Regions from separate parts of the Podarcis muralis genome. Here region 2 is linked to region 1. Evidence: chromatin contacts called from public Hi-C data. All regions are on one chromosome and are shown on one strand. The core of a region is the stretch at or near the end of the contact, and the rest is flanking DNA. Distances in the headings are between cores, read along the strand shown.

What was found. A called contact is a pair of places that touch in the nucleus more often than the background predicts.
Region 2: a contact with region 1 is called in a Hi-C map of tail, with 2.2 times the contacts expected there. The contact joins the promoter of TNRC6A here to the promoter of GGA2 in region 1. A contact is called at or near these places in 2 of 3 Hi-C or Micro-C datasets (blood and tail).

What each region holds. Positions count from the first base shown.
Region 1 is chr14:31,185,881-31,191,550 of rPodMur119.hap1.1, reverse strand. GGA2 (golgi associated, gamma adaptin ear containing, ARF binding protein 2) reads left to right here and starts at 3,263. Exons shown (of 12, transcript XM_077919160.1): 1 at 3,263-3,405. The coding sequence starts at 3,363. EARS2 (glutamyl-tRNA synthetase 2, mitochondrial) reads left to right here. Exons shown (of 9, transcript XM_028706552.2): 9 at 345-1,189. The coding sequence ends at 428.
Region 2 is chr14:31,359,103-31,364,772 of rPodMur119.hap1.1, reverse strand. TNRC6A (trinucleotide repeat containing adaptor 6A) reads left to right here and starts at 2,231. Exons shown (of 23, transcript XM_077919168.1): 1 at 2,231-2,463; 2 at 4,362-4,409. The coding sequence starts at 2,459.

The DNA of each region.
Region 1 (5,670 bases), core at 2,014-4,513:
TTCCCTGTAGCCTTACTTCTCACAGTGAGGGAACCGCCAGAAGGCCCTCGGAGCTGGACCTCAGTGTCTGGGCAGAACGATGGAGGTAGAGACGCCCCTTCAGGTATACTGGGCCGAGGCCGTTTACTCAGGAGGGGTGGTGGTACTGCAGCTAGAAAAGTTGTAGAGCACTCCGTCAATGGAATTGTGGTAGGAATATGGAAGAGGGAAGCTGTAATGGAGGCCTCTCAGACTCTAGCTTCCACAAAGCTTCAGGAGCTCTTGTTTTCAAGTAGGGAGGTGTTCCTTCCTGGTTGGCAAGGGCTCCCCCTCCCTTTCTGGAGTAACCTCCCTGTCCATTTCAGGAAGGACCCAGCGTTGCTGAGATGATCGTCTCCTTGGGGCCCAGAGAGGCTAGTGCACGGATCCAGAGAGCCCTTTGCAGCTGATCTGTTGAAGCAAAACAGCCAACCGAACTTTCAATAGAGCTTGCATGTCAAGCCTTCCACGAAGCTCAAACACCTTCCTGTGGACTGCAGAGCATCCCACAGCCACGGACTTGACCACTTCTCTCTCTCTCTTTTTAAAAGTGCTCTGGGGTTGGCAGCCTGGCATTGGCACTGAGACCCTAAGGGGATTTCCGGTTCTAGTTGAGTCTGCCGTGGCATTAATAAAAAAAGCAAAAACACTGGCTGGAGGTCAAAGTGCCGTTGTGACTGTTTTCCACGTGGCCTCGCAGCTGGGCATTCCTCCGGGGCTGGGGAGCAGCGTCAACCTTGGAAGCCTCAGGAGAGTAAGCTCCAAGGGTCCAGTTCCATAGAATTCAAAGGGTATTTTTACTGCATTACAGTCTCAGAGATAATTAATTGCAGTAGGTTGGACTAGATGACCCTTGGGGACTTTCCCAACTCTACAATTCTCTGGTTCTGTGAAAAGGAGCAATAAAATACAATTGAAAATCAATATGAATCTTTAATGTGACGTTTGCACCATCAGCCATAAATCCGCAGAGATGCGTGGTCCTGCTGGGTGTAACAGCATCTCCTGTGCTCAGCCTAGTCTCTCTGCCCAGGGCTGGATTAAGCATTAAGCAAAATAAGTATGGGTTTAGGGCATCAAGAGAAGGAATTTCCCCTTGGACCATATGGTGCAGCTGAACACAAACATCATTTCTACAACTATGCAAAAATAAACATTACTTTCCATCTTACTGTAGTTTTCGTTTCATTTCATTATTTTACAGTTTATTATTGTTTATATTTTGAATTACAGTGGTACCTCGCAAGACGAATGCCTCGCAAGACGGAAAACTCGCAAGACGAAAGGGTTTTTTGTTTTTTGAGCTGCTTCGCAAGACGATTTTCCCTATAGTCTTGCTTCGCAAGACGGAAACGTCTTGCAAGTTTGTTTCCTTTTTCTTAACACCGTTAATACAGTTGCGACTTGACTTCGAGGAGCAACTCATAGCACGCGGTGTGGTAGCCTTTTTTGAGGTTTTTGAAGACTTTGGTGATTTTTGAAGCTTTTCCAAAACTTTTCCAACACCGTGCTTTGCAAGACGGAAAAACTCGTGGAACGAATTAATTTTGTCTTGCGAGGCACCACTGTAGATATATGTGGGGGCACCAAAATCTTTTCATGGCATAGGGCCTCCAAAGGTCTATGCCCCTCTGAGCACCATTTTGGGATGTCTTTCCAGAACAAGGGTGGTGCCCTCCTCAGACATCCCTATATGAGCAACCTTGAATGGCTTAGCCTGCGACCCTTTGTGGTGAAGGAAGGTGACTCTTCCAAGTCAGGTGTGGCTACAGGCTGGCTTGGAAGGTAAGCAAGCAGTGGGGGGCCGGGGAAGCAGAGCTCAGTCTATCAGATCTGCTGTGGCAGCTCCCACCAGGCCTCCTCTCCCCTCTGCTGTCACCTGGGGGCAGCCATTCTGGCAGACTCCCTCAGTGCAAGAGAGATGGGCAGCAAGGCTCACCAAATCAGCTTTGCTAAATGCCCAGCTCCATGAGGAACCTCCTGTCCCTAAACTGGGCCAGCTGGTCATTACAGGAACAACTGTCTAGCAATGGATGCCTGAGTTTTGACTTTGTCCCTTTCTCCTTGTGTGTCGTGTCATCTCTCTCAAGATTGTAGACCTGAGGGTAGGGACTGTCAGGCCTTTTTGGCTGAAGAATAGGGCACAAAACAAACAATAGATAAGCTGACCCAGGCAGGGTCCTAAGGCCAGTCATGTTGGGGGTGGGGAGAGGAACAGTATGCTAAATCACTCCCCCCTTTATCTTTAATAGATTTGGCCATTGTCTTTGATACTTCTCTATTTCAGCCCACTTTTCTCTTCTGACTGGGGTCTTCCAGTTCTCTCTAGATTAGGGCAGCCCAGCTAAGTGAGGCACTGGGCTTTGGGGTGTCAATCACTATCTGACTTTGAAAAGCAGGTATCACTTGATCAAGTTCCTCAGTTTTGTGGAATCACTCAAACTACAGAGTTTAATTGGGTTTTGCATAAATGTGCATTTAAGGTAATTGTTAATAAAATGTGCAATCTATTAAGTTTGAATTGTATTGCATTATTATCTTCCTCGGGGTGGTGATAACCACTATTCTGACTATAGTAATGCTTTTCATAGGGCAGAGGGTCTGAGGATGGGTTTATGCGACCAAGAGGTCCAAAATAGCTTAGGAACCACTGAGCTAAAGGCAAACGTTTCCAAAAACCAAAAAAATCCAAATCCTTAGAAGAGCATCACCTCCATTAGGCCAACCCAAATGTTGCAAAGGAGTGGGCAAACTTTTCCCCACTTCCAGCCCAACAAGAACTTTGCTGTAATACGGATTATCGTTATTTTTCTTGTGGGCTGGAGGCTTTGGTTTTTAATTGTGCTTTTCCAACCTGATGTGAACACTAATCCATTTTGAGTCTATCATTTTAACTTCTCGAAAGTTTTACATTATTGCTGTTCATTTTTCTTACTGATAATTTTGTTGTCCCCCCCCTTGTAAACCACTTTAAGCTGTTTTCTTTTAAAGCGATGTATAAATCTATCTGCCCGCTGTCCTCTCTCCCCTTATGCGCCCCTTGCCCCCACCCCCGCCAATGTTTTGCCCCTGGCCGAGCTGGCCAAGGCGCGGAGCCCCCGGGGAGAGGCTGCTCTGGGCGGCTGCCCGGCCCCTCGCGGCGGCTGCTGGTGTGCTTTTCCCTGGCGGGGCTTCAGTGCCAGGCCTGTTGCTGCCCAGCGCCGGGCGCGGGGGCGGCGCTCCGGCTGCCTCTCCCCGCCCCGGGCGGGCGCCGAGGCGGGGTCTGGGCGCCGGAGGGTCGTCCCACCCGGGGCTGGGCGTGCCGGGCCAATTTTCTGCCCGGCCGAGGAAGAGGGAGGCAGGCCATGGCGCGGGCGGCTCCTCCGGGCACGCTGGAGCTGCTGCTGCGTGAGTGTGGGGAGGAGAGGGAGGGCGCTCTGCACGCGCTCAGAGGCTACGGCGCCTGGCTGGGCGCCTCTCCGGGCTGAGTTGCGCGGAGCTTGGCTCCTTGGCTCCTGAGACGCGGGTGGAGGAAGAAAGGACACCCCACCCTGCCGGGCCGGCCCTTCGCTCCCAAATCTGGCATATGAGCCTGGAGGGGGTGTCTTGGAAAGCGCTCTCCCCTGGGAGCTTTTCTTGCAAACCACCTGAAGCGTCAAACGGTGCAACTCGGAAGCGGTTTTGCACCAGGCGGCTTAAACTGGCCCCCTTCGGCAAGACGGAGTCAAAGTGGCTGCGTGTTTTTTCAACCCAGACTGGGGGACCCTGAAAGGCAACAGTTTTGCCTTCCGATTCCCCCCCCCCCCCCCGTCAAAGCTGTTTGGATATTCCTTTCATTCAATGTTGCCGTCTCTCTCTCTCTCTTTTTCATTTGAGGGCAGATAATTTGGGGATCTTCTAGTTTCGTCATGTTTGAGGTACTTCTTGCCTCCTGGACTTAATAACCTGATATTTTGCCATAATTTTTTTTTATTCGATCTCCACTCTTGACTCAGGTGGGCTTAGTCAGGCTTAAATACTACATCATTCTCCCTTCTTTTTAAAACTTTTTTTTTTATTCAGACAGGCCTTTACAAAATGATGTTTTGTTTTAATCAGTCAGTGTCTATTGATATTCACTGATAAATTTTAACCAGGTTTTTATGGCCATTTGTTGATTTTTATAACTTTATATGTTGTACTCCACCTTGCTGTGTTTTTCCCCTCCCTGAAAGTGTGGATTATAAATTCATAAATAAATAAATAAATAAAATAAATAAATAAAGTAAGGTTTTTTTTTTATTGGCCCATTATCCTCACTGCTTTTATTCATGGGCAATTTCTTACTGCTCTTGCTCAAAGTTAAAGACATATGAAGAGCCTTTTTGGAATCTGCCCCAAAGCCCATCTGGGCTGGCATCCTGTTCTCCCAGTTACCAACAAGATGCCCATGGGAAGCTAGCAAAGCAAGCAAGCCTGGGCACAAGGGCACTTTCCCCTCCTGTGGCTTCCAGCAACTGGCATTCACGTGCATTGCTGCCTCTGACTAGTTTCTGCAAATAAGAGTAACTCCCAGGAGAAGTATTTTGCCTACTTTTATATATATATAAAAACAAGAGTACACATTCCCAGCTAATTCTGGCTTCAGGGCTGTCTGTTGTATAAATGCTTCCCTAAATCAAATGCCTTCATTACAGAAAAAAAGATTATTTTCTCACTCTATAAAAAGCTTTCTCTGACGCAAGGAAAAAAAACCCTGTAATTTTTTCTGTTTTCTGATTTGAGCCAGCAGTAATCTGATGCAATCTGACGTTTTACTGCCAGGCATGAAAATGCATCTGATCAACGCCTGTATATTTATCAGTCAATTTGCCAATACAGTAGAAAGTATTTCAAAATGCTGCTGGAGAGAACTGGTGGAAAGAACATTCTCCATCCTCTTTACACCTCATCCTCTTTACACCTGGATTTCCCTTCCTAATTAAAGAACCTGGCCATTCATTTGTTAACTGTGCAATCCTATATATGTCTACTCAGAAGTAAGTCCTGTTGAGTTCAATAGGTTTAGTCCCAGGTGAGTAGTTCTAGGACTGCAGCCTAAATGCTGTATACTCTCCTATAAGTGCAATGGTTTCATTTTTCTTTCAATAGCTTGGTTTTTGTCAACTGAACAGAATTATTAAGCATCATTCTCTCTTTTGAGGATATTGCAACAATTTCCAACTTCCCTTAAAAATCTGCAGTCTTCAAAACTCTCAGAAACAAAAGATTTCTAAGAAAGATACACTGCCCCCAGTTTGTCTCTTTCTTTCATAGCAAACCTGGTCTTGTTTCTTTTTTCTAACTGAAAGGTTGGATCTTCCCTGTTGTTTCTTGGCTGCCAACAAAGCTAAAAAATGTAAACACACACACACACACACACCAAAAACTCAGTTTATTCTTTGTTTTATCAGTGGGCATATCTAAAGCTTTTAAAATCTCCATCCAATATTATCTCATCCTCTTCAAAGTATCTAATTTCTTTTAAACAAAGGCCTTCCTTTCTGTGTATCATTTACTTTACGGTTGTTATTTTCATCCTCCCACTTGAGACTTTTAACACAAATTTCCCATCAGTATCTATTTTTATTAATGTTTACTGAATTCATGCCTCGCCTTTCCTCCCCAAGGAGCCCAGGCTAGCAAATAGATACA
Region 2 (5,670 bases), core at 982-3,481, 170 kb before region 1:
CAAAATAAATCAAGCTGGTGATGGCAGGAATTATATGATCTCTCTGACTATGGAGCATAAGAGCAGAGTTGTAACTGGAGATAGATAGGCTGAGGAATACACATTTGACTGGTGGCCTCATACTGTGGTTATTCCTTATTAGATTCTTTTATCCAGTCTGTTATTGAACTTATGCTCCACTGAAATCAATGAGCAAATATAGTAATGAATTAATTTAAGTCATATTGATTTCAAAGGGATCTAAGGTCAGATCCAGATCATGACCTGTTAACAGCTTGCAAAGGAACTCAAGGACAACTCAGTTGTTGGGATGCCTCCAGCCTGTCACTAACTTGGAGGAGGGTTCAAAGTGCATACCGGAATTTTAGGTTTGTGCAATTAAAGGAGATTAAAGTGCTCTGTTGCCCTAGCAAAACAAATTTTAAAATGAACTTTTTGCAGTTTGGAAAGTGACAAGAAAAGTGTGGGATGAATTAATGATTAACAGGAAGCAAATCAGGACAAATGCTCATTGTCATCTAACTGTCCCATAAATGCTCAATAAAGACTGGTCATCATGTAACTTCTGCATAAGCTTTCTATAAGCAAATCAAGATGAATGCTCAGTAAACAGGAAATCTGGAGGAGCCCCTGGTGTCAGGTAAGGGAAACCCACTGCCAGCAGAAATCCCTCCTAGGCTATGAAGCTCACTGACAGACCTTGAGCAAAATAGTTTCTCTATTTCTCCCCCTGTCTCTCATAGCCCAACCTCATAACTTTCACAGGACAGCTGCAGGACTAAAACACATTCTGAGACTGGCTGGAGCTGACATGAGTTGTAGTCTAAAACATCTGGAGGACATCAGGATCATGAAGGCTGATATAAATAACGACACTGAACAGTTGTAATTGCTCAGATCATAAATTGTATTTCTGAATAGCACGAAAAACATCCACAAAGAAATTTGCTTTCCTAGAACTCCTTAAGTTGTTAGAAGCAAAGCATCAGAGGGACATGAGGGAATTGCTGATAATATGCCATATCTCTGGCAGGCTTATGGGTAAGAGTAGCTCATTAATGGGGCAGGCAGCAGAGAGTCAACTTAACATCTAGAGGTGCCATCTCATATTCTCTTGGTGAAGGAGGGGGGGGGGAGGGGAGTTGCTACCCTTGACCTAATCTTGACCAACAGGGAAGAACTGATCGAAGGAGTGGAAGTGGCAGGAATCTCGAGGGAAAGTGACTGTGTCATCTTGGGATTTGTGATAAAAAGACATAGTCAAGTGTACACCATGGAAGGCCAAGTTCACACAGCTCAAGCAACAGTTGGGTAGGATGCCATGGATAGACATTAAAGAGGGAGGTTATAAAAAGTGAAATACTGAAGGCACAGCCACAAGCTGCGGAGGGTGGGGTGGGGTGGCGTTAAAGGGACATCTGTGGGAGATGGCAGGAAGGCCACATTACCAGGGAAGGGCCATTGCTCACAGGTAGAGCACATGCTTTGCATGCAGGTCTCTGGCTCTGTCTCCCAAGGCATCGCCAGTTAGGGCTGGGAGAAAGATTCCTGCCTAAAACCCTGGAGAGTCTCTGCCGGTCCGTCTAGGCCACGGGTGGCCAACACCCAAGACACTGCGATCTACTCACAGAGTTAAAAACTGCCAGTGATCTTTTGGGGAGTTCAGGTCAAGGTTGTTGAGCGCTTTTTTTAGGAAGGAGGGAAGCCCCGCTTTTTGGAGGTGAAGGGCTAAAATGTTGCGCTTTTTTTTAGGGGAGCCAAAGTTGTTGAGCTTCTTTGGGGGGAGCCAGTGATCTACCACAGACGTCCGGTGATTTACTGGTAGATCACGATCTACCCGCTGGACGTGCCTGGTGTGGGCAATATTGAGCGAGATGGACCCAAGCCTACCTCGCAGGGTCGCTGTGTGGATAAAATGGAGTGCGGGGAGGGGGAGCGTGTGCGCCACCTAGCGCTCCTTAGAGGAAAAGAGGCGGGCTATAATAAATGCAGCAACTGAGCTGATGAATAAGCCGCATCCCTACATCCACGGAGGGGACTCTTTTGCCCCTTCTTCCACCACATTTTTTCCTAACGCTTCGTTCCACGGCGGATCCGTCGCGCCAATTCGACCTCCCTCCCCTCTCCCTCTCCCGCTCGTTGCTAGGGCGCCATGTTGGCGGCGACGGGAGCCCCCCCGGAAGTGCTTCCCACCGGCGGGGGGAGGCGGGGCGTCCGCTTCCGGGGCGTGGCGGCGACGGGGCTGCTGGGGAGTCTCCTCCGTGAGGGAGGCTGGAAATGGCGGCGGCTGGGAGGGGGGAGAAGAAGAAGAGGCGGAGGCGGAGGCGGCCGACCCGGGTGGAGAAGCAGCAGCAGCAGCAGGAGGCAGCCGAGGCCACCCTGCCGGGGACCCCCAGGCCGGGGCGCCGGGAATAAGAGGCGGAGCAGGCGACACCCCCGCCGCCCCCCCCCAAAGCACATGCGGTGAGGAGGGGGCGCCGTGGTCCGGGTTAGGGGGGGTGTCGTTTGCAGGATAAGGTGCAGCCGGGACAAAATTTTCCTCTCATATATATCTCCCCAGCACCTTAAAAAAAAAAAAAAGCCCCTCACTAAACATGGCGCGCGAGGGCCGGGCCTGCCCCCCCATTTTGCTGCTGCGCCAGCGCTCCGCCTTGCACGGAGCTGCCCGAGAGAGAGAGAAACGCGCGCCCCGCCGCCGCCCCGTGCCCGCGCTTTGCGTGCGCCCTTGCCCCGGGGAGGCTGCAAAGCGGTGCATGGCGCCCGGGGGAAGGAGAGGGAAGAGAGAGTGGGGAAAAGAGAATGAGAGAGTCTCCTCCTCTTCTGTTTACTTCAGCTGCAAATGCAAGAAAGCGTGAAAGGGGGCCCCTGCGAGGAAGCGGAAATTTCGCTCGCCCCCCCCTCCCCGCAGCGGAGGATGGCGCGAGAGGAGAAGGAGTGCAGCGCAGGCAGCCGTCCACCCATCCTGCGCTCATTGCAGACAGGAGGCGGTGGGGGCCCTTATGCCAAATGAGAAATACTTGCAATGAGGCTGGGGTGCAGCCTGCTCGCCCCAGATTTGCCCAGATGGAAGGAAAGGATGTCTTCCCCACCCAAAAAATAGCATCTAAGTAGAACTAAAGGGGTGCATGGGCAGAGGAGGTGCTTTCAGTCGAGCTCCCTAGGGTGCATTCTTAGATGGAGAGGAGGGGTGCCCCTGTTGTAATAAATAGCATAAAAGTCTGTGCCACCCTGTTGGCCTGACAGTGGCTGTACCCTTAGGATGCCCTCTGTAGATCCCTGCAGGGTGAGCAGCGTTGAAGGGCCTCAATAGAGTACAAGTTGCTGAGCTTTTACCTCTTTAGCTGCCAGCACCATTCACTTAAGTTCTGAAACACCCCCCCTCCTTTTTATTTTAATTGAATGGACACTGGTGAGGTATGAAAATACCACCCCATCCATTTGTTGGGCACACATTTGTATACAGTAGCAGCTGCGTCTTTAGCAAAACAGCTGATACAAGTACATATGTCACCATGTTCTGTTGCAGGTAGAATCTGGCCGAACCATTAACCCACCTCCTATAATTCCTTTGCTCTGAGCCCAGAGCATGTTTCCAACTCAGCCATAGATTCGAATCTGTTTTGGACATATTGAGAGCACTTAATGTTGTGGTTCCATGTTTGGTGCCTAGGCCTCAGTCCCACCTAGGGCAGAGTGTTGCAAGTATGGTGTACCTTACATGCAGTGAATGTTCTTGTGGAGCACATCAGGCAATAGCAATTTCTGTTCTGAAGCTATATTATTAATATACTTTCTGTTTGCTAATCTTACAAGCTGGTGCTGAGCTGTATAGTTCTAGCTTCTTTGGGACAGGGCTTCTCAGTGCATTCCAGCTTTGTCTCTGGTGCTATCTGAGTCTATCCTGTTAGCTGCTTTTGCTGGCCTCAGTTATCTTTCACCTGCACCTTCACATTAGTTCATCTGATTAAATGGGTCGTTGCCTACAACAGCAGTTTTAAATGTGTCGATTTTGAAGGTGCCACAAAGCTCCTTCCTTGGGTTTTCTTGCAAGCGGTTGACATGGCTGTCTTCCTGTTGGTGCCAGAAATACATGTTGTGCTCAGAACGGGACTGATGAGGGTTTTCAGCTGCTGAACTCTTGCTTCTCCTGCACCAACGTGTGTGTTCGTGTTCACTGCTTTTCTCAATCAGCTAGTGCATATGTGTATTTTTATTCATTGCATATTCATTTCTCATTTAACTGTGCACAATAAAACAATCCTTTAAATCATTGGTCAGACAAGTATGCCTGCATTTGTACTTCTGATTTGTTACTGCCTGGGCTTGTTTTCTTGATTGGGGATATGTGTGTTCTTTTTCAGAGTGTTGGAAGCTAAAGCTACCAAAGAAGTCGAAAGAAAACTAAGCAGGTAAGTCAGAAATAAAAGGGCAGAGAACGAACTGAAGGGCATGTAGGAATTGGGCGCTTAGACAATTGACAGTTTGCGTGATTTGTTTTAAAGAAATGTGGTGAAGCTTCCTTATAAAAAGTAATTGAGCAGAGGGGTCCTTTGTGAAGCGGCGTCCTCCACTCCTTTAAATATCTTGCTGAACATATTTTCTTTTGCTACATTTAAACTGTTGCCAGAAGCAAGCAAGAGCAAAAATGAATGCAGGGTTTGTTTGCTGTGTGTGTTTTTCATCCTTGCCTAGCCAGATGGATTTTTATTGGCTGGAAATCATCGCTGGCCTTGAACTCAACACAAGCCGCATCTTGTGAAATAAACATTTGTTCCTTTCTATGTGCTGTATTAAGGAGTGTGAGAAGTAGCTGCTTGCTAATAGCCAGGGAAATTTGAAACTTCCCATTACTACAGTAGTAATAGAAACTTTGGAATTAGCTTAAGAGTTTGGAGTGGGAATGGGGGGGGGGGTAAATATCTGACCAAATTATTTTTCAGTACTTTTGTGCTCCTCCTTTATCTTTGCAAAGAGGTAGCCCACTATTCCCATAGTGCAGCTAGGCAATTGAGAATGAGCAGCGCACTGCAAACCCAGGTCACTCAGATCAAAACCCTGCAAAGTACCTGCTCAAGTGCTTTCTGTTTTCTTGCATTACGCGTATATGTCAGATAGTATTCTTTCTGCACTTGTAAGGAACTGATCTTTTAGTGTGGCAGCACCTACACTTTGGAACTCCCTGCCTATTGATATCAAGCAGGTGCCTTCACTGTACCCGTTTTGGCGTCTGCTTAAAGCATTTCTGCATATGTAAGCCTATCCAGTTATGTAGATGTTGATGTATTTTAGTTTCTTTTGCTTTTAATTATTTTGATATGTCTTTGTTTTTAACTTTTTATTTAGGATTTAAATATTTATTGTAGACTGCTTAGTAGTTTTGTAAACTGCTTAAGTGGTATATACATTTCGTTAAATAGAAACTAAAAGCACTTTTGATTAGGGATTCTTATCCAAATATGTTAAAAGTTGACCTGTGTTTTATTTAGTAATTTTAGCTTAACTACTGATTTTAATTACATTCTGATTTTTTTGAAAACAAATACACCTATTAACTTTTTTTAAAAAACTGTATCGCATATTTCTCTTTTTTATACACTGTTTACAGTTAAGCCATCTACAGATGGCTAAATAATGATGTCTAGCCCCACCCAGACCCCCGTCCCCTTGCCA